Regions from separate parts of the Rattus norvegicus genome. Here regions 1 and 3 are each linked to region 2. Evidence: chromatin contacts called from public Hi-C data. All regions are on one chromosome and are shown on one strand. The core of a region is the stretch at or near the end of the contact, and the rest is flanking DNA. Distances in the headings are between cores, read along the strand shown.

Region 1 (2,829 bases), core at 51-2,550, 160 kb after region 2:
CGGTGTCTGTTCACAACAGTAAAATCCTAAGACACCCACTTAGATACTCACTAATGGCAGGGAAAACTAAGCTGGCCTACACTGAGGGATTGAGGGAAGTCTTCTTAGATAAGATATTTAAACTAGGCAAAGCAAAGAGGGTGGCAGAAGAGAAATGTTTCTGAAAATAGTGTATGTAACATTCTCAGTACAGAGTTAAAGGTGTGGATTCTAGAAACTCACAGAAGTCATAGGAGACATTGTGAGCAAAATCAAAACCAAATCAAAGATTGCTCAATTTAGAGAGGTTTTGATTTTGCTCACAATGTCTCCTTCCCCTCCTGTGTGTCTTCCCCAGCTCATTAAATCCAGTTCTGCCCTAACGGGAACCCTGGCGTGATGGGCACCTCCAAATTTGGAGGCTGCTTGCAAGTGGCTGGATCACAGCTGACGTGAGTGGGTAGTTACCCTACCTAAGAGCACAGCCAAATATTCTTTCATGAATGCCAAAGTCACTGTCTCAAGGAACATTTCTCCCGCAACCAGGCCTGGTCACTCTACTCTGTTTTCTAAAACCCTATACTTTCACTAAGCTTCTGAATATTATCCTTCGGAATGGTATGTACCAGAGCTCTGGACAGCATGGCTCTGACTGGGCGAAGAGCGTTGGTGTTGTTACTGCTATGCCTCATGCCATGGTGTATGGCACTTCCAATATGATCAGAAAATATTCAGTGAGAGAATGAATGGCCAACTGATCATATACCAAACATTAAAGAGTTGGCCAGGTCGTGACCATACAATATAAAATCCTGAAAGACTAATAACTCTAATCAGGAGATGTTAGGACTGATGTGGGTGTGCAAATCTTAGGACTGGGATGTGTGTGCAAAGGTGTGGTGCTGGATCTTGTGCTCATGAACTTCATCTCACCGTCACCTGAAGTGTGGGAAACCCCTCCAGGTCATGAAGGCACACTGCAGCAACTCTTTCTTACCTTACCCAAGTAGACAAAAACAAAACGGAAACAAAAGAAAAAACCACCACCAACAAATCCCTCACACTTCACTAGCAGGTTCACACTTCACTAGCGGGTTCACACTTCTCTGAAAGCTACACAGTGCACACTGTTTGTGCTCTTAAGCCCTGAGTGCCGAGAGGACTGGTCTCTACCACCAGGTTTACATTCTTTGGTGTTCTTCTGGAACAACCCCCAAGCTCTTCCTTCAGTTAATTTTTAGACACCACATCAGTCGGAGCTGTGGTGCAGCACTGGAGGTCTCCTGCCAAACACTGAATTCATGAGTCAGCACCTTTAACCTTTTAGTAGTTAAGTAACCCCTGCATAGTGTGGCATTAGAGCCAGGTCAGAAGCTGGGGCTTCATGGGAATGTCTGGCGGTGCCTTTGCAAGCTTGTTAATGATCTTCCATTTTCAGCTCAGTTACTCCCACCTTCTCCTAACAGATAAGAGAGATGTGGAAGGTTCCATGGCCCTGTCTGAATCCAACTCCCACACCCGAGGCAGGCACTGAGCCAGAATTCTGTGACCGGGTATCACTGCAAATCCATGAAAGGAAATTTCAAAAGAGCTGTGTTTTAAAATCCCATATCAGAGCCAAGGTCAACAGTCTGGGACCCAACTGGTGGCACTCCAACTTGGGTTAGGCAAAGCAAACAGCTGGGTAAGCTGGCTGAAGCTAGGGCATCCATGGAGAAGGGAGTTCAAAGACTATGTTAGAGTTGAGTCTCCTTGGTTCTTGTTGCCTGCTGCCAATGAGGCTGCTGCTGAGAGGCCCTAGATGCTTTGAAAGGGAAATACTGTAATGGGCGCTGGGGTAGGGAGCTCCTGCAGAAGGATTCAGTTCAAATTGGGCAAGAAAAACAAAAGCTTTCACCTTTACATCAAAGACAGCGAGTGTGCTCTTACCTAAGCAAACGGAAGGTGTTGGCATATGTCACAGAGGCCCAAGCAGGGGACAGATGCCTTTGAGTAGCCACTGCCAGCCCCAGCATGGAGAAGAGAAATCACCAGCAACAGTCACCCTGTGAGCTCTATTTCCTGAATCCTTCTTCCATTCAGGACAGGCAGGCAGCCTCTCCCATTGCAAAAAGACCACTGACCCCACCAGGCATGACCTAGAAAAACCATTCACGTGTCTACTTTTATCCCTGTAACGTATGCTGCGGCTTTCGTATGTCTCGTATGTCTAAGGCCACCATCAAGCAATGAATTCTTGGTGCCAGCTCATCATTAAGGGATGAAGTGAAAGAGGGGAATGTGGTCTTCCAGGGAGGGTCTTGGTGACAAAAAGGGCACTTCCTGGAGGGGGAAGGGCTGGGTAAAAGAAACAAGCACGGTCCTGGATATCTGCACGTTCCCATTTTGCTGGACCTGAGGCAAAAGTGTTTGAAGCTTGGACTGAGAATATGTGTGCTATTTTTCCCCATCATTTGTAGTCGGTCCACTTAGAGTGAGGGCACAGCTCAGTCCTTGCAGCTCGCTGATCACCCCTGATCCATTCAGTTTAACCTCAAAGAAAAACATGGACTTAAAAGTAGCAAAACTCAGGCTTCTGAGACCCTTAAGCAGATTGGGTTCTGGGTCCTCTGGGAAGGTTCTGCACTGGCAAGTCGCTAAATGTTACCACTGCCCAAACCTCAGTGAGAAACTCCATGATCAATTACCTCCAGCATGCCAGGGGCTAGCACTGGCACCATTTCCCCAGTCCTTTTCCAAACTCATCTTCTCTCATGCTCAGTCCAGTCATGACCTCTGGAGCTCAGATGGTTCGCAGGAACTCAAAGATTTATCATGTGAGTGAGTCAGCCTCCTTCAGACTTTGAGGTT
Region 2 (2,700 bases), core at 189-2,688:
GCTATGGCCAAGAGGATGCTAAGTGGAGGAGTCAGGAAGCAGGGCTAGAATTTCAAGGGCCCCATTGGAGTGTACCAGCTATATCACCATTTTTTTTACTATCCATGAGTAATGATTCTGGAATTTGACAATGTACCTTCATCAGATTTCAATGTCCTTGTAAAATCAAAGGGCATGTGGCAGTGGACCAAACCAAGAGCTCCAAGTTATTCTTAACACAGCCTGTCCTTTGTCCTGTAGTGTTTTCAGCCAAACTCACTCTGCATACAGAATGCTCGCAGAATAGATGGGATAGTTAGCAAGCATGATGTTGCCTGGATGACTCTGGCTGTCTCTGTTTTATGAGTTTGGGTGGAAGATAGGAATTCAGGTTTGGTTACCCATGGGGAAATTCATCAAGCTTATTCGAGCTCACTTGAGAAGGGCTACCACTTTCCCCAAACTGGCAACAATTTGGATATTACAAATCATGCAATAATAAATTTGATTAAAAATGTAGATGTACGCAGGGATAATTTTCTCATAAAAACATCTTTCACAGGTGTAGACTGCTCACCTTGCATGTCCAAGGTCCTAAGTCTAATATGAGAGAGAGACTGACTTTGTGAAGGTTTAAGGAATACTAATGTGCTCAATTTTTTTCTTTGTAACATAAAATATTCTCTTCCCTTGTTCTTGTTCTCTCTCTCTCTCTCTCTCTCTCTCTCTCTCTCTCTCTCTCCTCCCCTCCCTCTTTCCCTCCTTTCCTCCTTCCTCCCTCTCTCCCTCCCGTAATGCTTAGGAAAGCATCTGTAGTCAGGGGTGTAATGTCATTAGACCCCTACTAAAATGAGTGAAGGTAGCCCTCTTTGTAGCTCTAACATTGGAAGCTTTTTCTCTTTTCTATGTTTATGTGTGTTCGTGTTAAGGTGCACAAAGACAGAGTGTGTGCAGGGTTATATGTGGGAACCAGAGGACAATCTGGAGAGTTGTTACCCAGGCACCATCCCCCTTTACTGAATATAAGGGTTTTTTTTTTTATTGGTTTGTTGTTGATATATAGGGTGTCTCTCTGGCCTGGAACACACCAAGTATGCTAGTCTGGCTGGTCATTGAGCCCCAGGGAGCCACTTGTCTCTCTTCCTCCACACTGCTAGGCTTCTAAGCCAGCTTACTTTTTAGTGGGTTCTGGATATTAAAGTTGGGGCCTCTTTGCAAGGCGAGCATTTTACTGACTGTTCTGTTAACCCAGCCACGAGGCTTCCAAATCCATAACATATAATAGTCTTCCTAGCAACCGACTGGATTTGTTTATTCCACAGAGAATGGCGTTTGATTGTGAGCCTTTGTGGGCACCATTCGATGAATAACGCCCCCTAAACACTTCCTAATAGAAGCACTTACGGGTTTCATAAAGAAAAAAGCTACGTCCTTTTATTTAATCCCCACCGCTTCCTCATTTGTCCACCAGATGGCAGAAGAGGGGCCAGGATAGCAGCTAAAATATTTTTGATTCACTAGTGTATCTAGTATGAAATTATATTAAGAGCAGGAAATAAACACTTAAATGTAGTCCTATGACTTAATGTCCATTATATTGTCTACATGAAAATACACTGAGAAAAACAACAAGATTGTGGAAAACGTACATACTAGGCTGGAAGTTAAAAGTTCAACCACGGATTAGAAGACCTGGACATACTGTTAGTCCTATGCAATGGGCAGAGGGGACAGGGAAGCGCTGCATGAAGGCTCTCCCGCAGCCCACGTTTGAATGAAACTAGAAATAGAAAAGATGAGGGTAGGAAATGTTCTCTTCTCGCCTTTGCTGTGACAGTCCTGGGCCTGGCAAGGGTGACATTCTCTACCCATATCCAAAGTTACTTTTGAGGACAAGCCCTTTAAGTTCAACGCAAAGGGTAGCTAAAGTATATATATGAAGAAATATTGAGTTGGGGAGCAGGGAACCATTGCCCAACATAAAGAACAGGCTGTATGCTCACAGCTGGTAAATGTTTAACACCTCAGTGTTGTTACGCGTTGCCCACGTTTATTTAGCAACCTCTTAAACAAGCAGAGAGAATGCTTTATTATTCTCATGGAAATGGATTTGAAGTGAAAGGCTTCAAGGAAATAGCCTGGTTTATAGCTATTCTCATCGGTGTGTCTTCTTCACATGTGGCTGTACCGCCTTCCTCCTGGATTTGCAGAGACTAGCATCAGAGAGAAATGGCCACCAAGCTGTACCTCGCAGGGGAAGGACCAAGCTGAGTGAAGTGATTGTTTTGAGAATATGTATATCAGGCAATAACCCACAGAGGAGAAATGGAAAGTGAATTTTATGACAGCGGTTGTAAGACGTTTTAATCCACCTCTTGAGGCACTTGAGGTGCACACCGAGTCATGATATCCTGTTTGCCTAGCCACTCCACTTTCTGAGGCCCTGGTTTTGCCCTTTTCTAGTCACCATGGCAACAAGGACACAAATACAAAGTCCATAGCATTCTCCAGATCTGTGAGGAAGAATTTCCCACTGTATACATGGTACATATAGTTGACCTACGCACTGCAGGAAGAATGTGGTGTAATTTTAAACACAGTAAATTGAGTCATAAAATGGAAGTGGATACAGCTAGGAAAATGTTACCAACAAAGAAAGGAAAATAGTGTTGGATTGCCGTCCCCACTAAAGCCCACAGTGCTGTCCCTCATCTCCTTTCC
Region 3 (2,756 bases), core at 13-2,512, 170 kb after region 2:
GGCCTCCTCTTCAGGGTGACTCTTGACCAAGCTATAGGGAGCAAGCTGACATCTTGGGGGGGGGGGTTGCACACGTTATTCCTAGGTCAGTCATTCTGAGGGGTGAAACAGCAAGTTGTACCCGGAAGACCCTCGATGCAATCAGCATGGTGTAAAAAGGTCTTTCTAGTTGTCCTGTGTCCTCCCTCCTTCTCTCCCTCCCTCCCTTTCTTCCTTCCCCTTGAGTACAGTAAGAACCCAGGGAGCCTTGGACTTAGGCAAGATCACACCACGTTACACCAACTTACACTTGAACAGCAAGTTACCCTGCGCCGCCTGTACCCACCCTTCCATCCCCCGCAGGACTGGGCTGTTCTCGAAGGCCATCAAGTGCAGCTTCTGACCTACCCCTGACTGTGGTTCCCAGGCGGTGAAAACAAAGCCCAGTGCAGTGAGACCCTTCTTCACATGCCAAGCAAAGATGTATATGCTAAGCGAAGCAGCCAGCAGATAATCATTTACCTCAGCTGTGACCTTTGCATTGGAGGTAACTAGTATGATTAAGCACCTGCTGGCTGAGGCGATGTTGAAATTGAAATTCTCTGGGCCTGACTCAATGCTTTTCAACCTCATCCCTGTTCCTCTCCACCGGGAGAGCGGGCTCCTGTCATAACAAACAGGGAAATCCCCACCTCAGGCCTGCCTTGAAACCCTGCACCCAGCCAGGGTTTTCTTTGTCGATGGAGGTTTGTTTACTTGCTAGGCAATGAGAAGCCGACAAACTTGTACTTGAACCCAGCAGAGGAAAGGCTACAGAGATCAAATAACACAGTGGATGGGAGGAAGCCAAGGCCAAAGGCGGACACCACCTAATCCCAGAAAGTAACTGCAGCTGTGCTCCAAGGCTGTCATCATTTTCTTACTGGAACCCTTGAAATGTTGTTTATCTCCTCTCTGAACTTGGGTGAGTGTGCCACCCTAGGATACTAACGTCCCGGTGAGGTGAGCTGCCCTCCTTTTCCCAATGTTGATTTCATTTGGACCCCTCCATTTTCAGCAGTACATGGCTCTGCCAACATTTCTTTGTCTTCTGACCACTGCCTTGAGAACCCCCACTCACACTCCTTCTTACCCCCCAGCTTCCTGTGAGAAACCAGGGACTTAAAGATGATCACATTCGTGGAGATGCTTAATTCAGACTTTCTCTTGAATGGGCCAACAGGAGAGAAGGGAGTAAAACAGGGTAGTCTAAAATATGCAGTGAAAGCTTTGGTTTGCAAGCACAGTCATGCAGAAGGCTTGACTTGGCATATTTAGACACTGGGAGCCAAATTCTCCCCTTGATTGAACTCTGTGCCTCTTGCTGGCATGAGGAGGCACACAGCTTCCACCTTCTCAGAATGCAGAAACACAGGAGTTCCCAAGAGATGTAGGCTCCACCCTTATTGAGCAGGAGGAGGGCAGTGTTAATACAGGAAGCAATTAGCATGGGGCCCTGAATGGGAAGAGTTCATGGTATCGGGGAGAAAGTGAAGGAGGAATAAGGAGAGGGGGACCAAGTGTACAGTCAGTGAGGCCTTGGGAATCCTGGTGAGGTCTGAAGTCACTACTTCTTTTCGATTACTGTCATTACAGGCTTTAAAATGGGACAGTGTAAGAACCAGATTATATATAGATTGGACCTTACTAAAATTCATTTTGAGAAATTCAAATATCAGAACACAGCAAACCTGAAATCCTAGTACCTTTCCCTCACACACTTCATCTTTTGCTCAATGAAGAGATGAGTTGTCGAAACCTGCTTATGAAAGAATCCTACACGTTGAAGACACGTAACAGAAGCCTACTCTAACTCCAAACAATTATTTTCATTACCGTTATTGAACCTTGACTGTCTTCAGGGGGCTTATTTGAACATACAGAGTATCCATAGGATGGTAAAAAAAAAATCACAAACCATAGTCGGCTTTTCTCTAATACCACACATAAGTAGGGAAGACAAAACACTAAGGCAGGCAGTGTAGCTAAGAGGTGACCCAAATAGACAGTTAAACCTCACAAGAAGAGATACTGAGTGTGTGTGTGTGTGTGTGTGTGTAGGGAGGGGGGGGAAGAGGAGAGGAGGTGGGACAGCTCATTCCTGCCTCTCACAGTGATAGAGAGATGCTAAAAATTGTGGTTGATAGTGAAGGGGGACATTAGGAGGGAAAAGCAAAATCCATACTAGGACACACACGGGGGATGGGGGGCAGTTTTAGCTGACATCCAGAACTGCCGTGCTGCTCTGAAAAGTGTTCCCAAAGATTCAAAATCACCTCTGGTGGTTTCCCTTTGTACCTGTAGAAGGTGTTTTGATGAATCGTCCTAAATTGATTCAGAAAGAAGGCAACTTTTAGGGAGGGTTTCAGATGCAGACCAATTAGTTCCCTGATGATGCGAGCTATTTGTTTTATGCTTACTTCCTGGGTCCCCCTGGAAGCCAACCGAAGAACGGTTTCTAATTGCTTAGTGCCACTTAATTCTAGAGAGTTCATTTACCTCCCATGGACCAGTTTGACTCCTTTATCCTAAATCTGTCATGGAACATGCCCTCCCTTTAATGTATTCATAACTTTCTACTCCCTTCAGAACTGCTCAGATGCTGAGTTTAAAGGGTAGGCATGACCCAGATCCAGCTTGGTTTCTGGGATAGAGATCAGGAGGCCTTCTGTGTGTGGGAGCATCCTCAGAGTTGGTTTGTAAACAAGATGCGGCTAGGATCACAATGCTGGGGGTTG

What was found. A called contact is a pair of places that touch in the nucleus more often than the background predicts.
Region 1: a Hi-C map of liver shows a contact between it and region 2, with 3 times the contacts expected there. The contact joins two enhancer-like sites. A contact is called at or near these places in 3 of 12 Hi-C or Micro-C datasets (kidney and liver).
Region 3: a contact with region 2 is called in a Hi-C map of the A7r5 cell line, with 3 times the contacts expected there. The contact joins two enhancer-like sites. A contact is called at or near these places in 2 of 12 Hi-C or Micro-C datasets (the A7r5 cell line and Schwann cells).

The regions. Positions count from the first base shown.
Region 1 is chr15:58,474,957-58,477,785 of GRCr8, reverse strand. All of the region lies in intron 1 of LOC102546462 (a long non-coding RNA gene), which reads right to left. Among named protein-coding and RNA genes, the nearest start is that of Serp2, 160 kb to the right of the region's middle. Within about 2 kb of position 1,300, at least 7 of the 93 cell types and tissues checked have an H3K27ac peak or open chromatin away from gene starts, as enhancers often do. A contact at or near this core is called in kidney and liver, where this site is marked.
Region 2 is chr15:58,631,344-58,634,043 of GRCr8, reverse strand. All of the region lies in intron 4 of LOC102546462 (a long non-coding RNA gene), which reads right to left. Among named protein-coding and RNA genes, the nearest start is that of Lacc1, 180 kb to the left of the region's middle. Within about 2 kb of position 1,438, at least 13 of the 93 cell types and tissues checked have an H3K27ac peak or open chromatin away from gene starts, as enhancers often do. A contact at or near this core is called in the A7r5 cell line, kidney and liver, where this site is marked.
Region 3 is chr15:58,456,222-58,458,977 of GRCr8, reverse strand. No RefSeq gene overlaps it. Among named protein-coding and RNA genes, the nearest start is that of Serp2, 140 kb to the right of the region's middle. Within about 2 kb of position 1,262, at least 17 of the 93 cell types and tissues checked have an H3K27ac peak or open chromatin away from gene starts, as enhancers often do. A contact at or near this core is called in the A7r5 cell line, where this site is marked.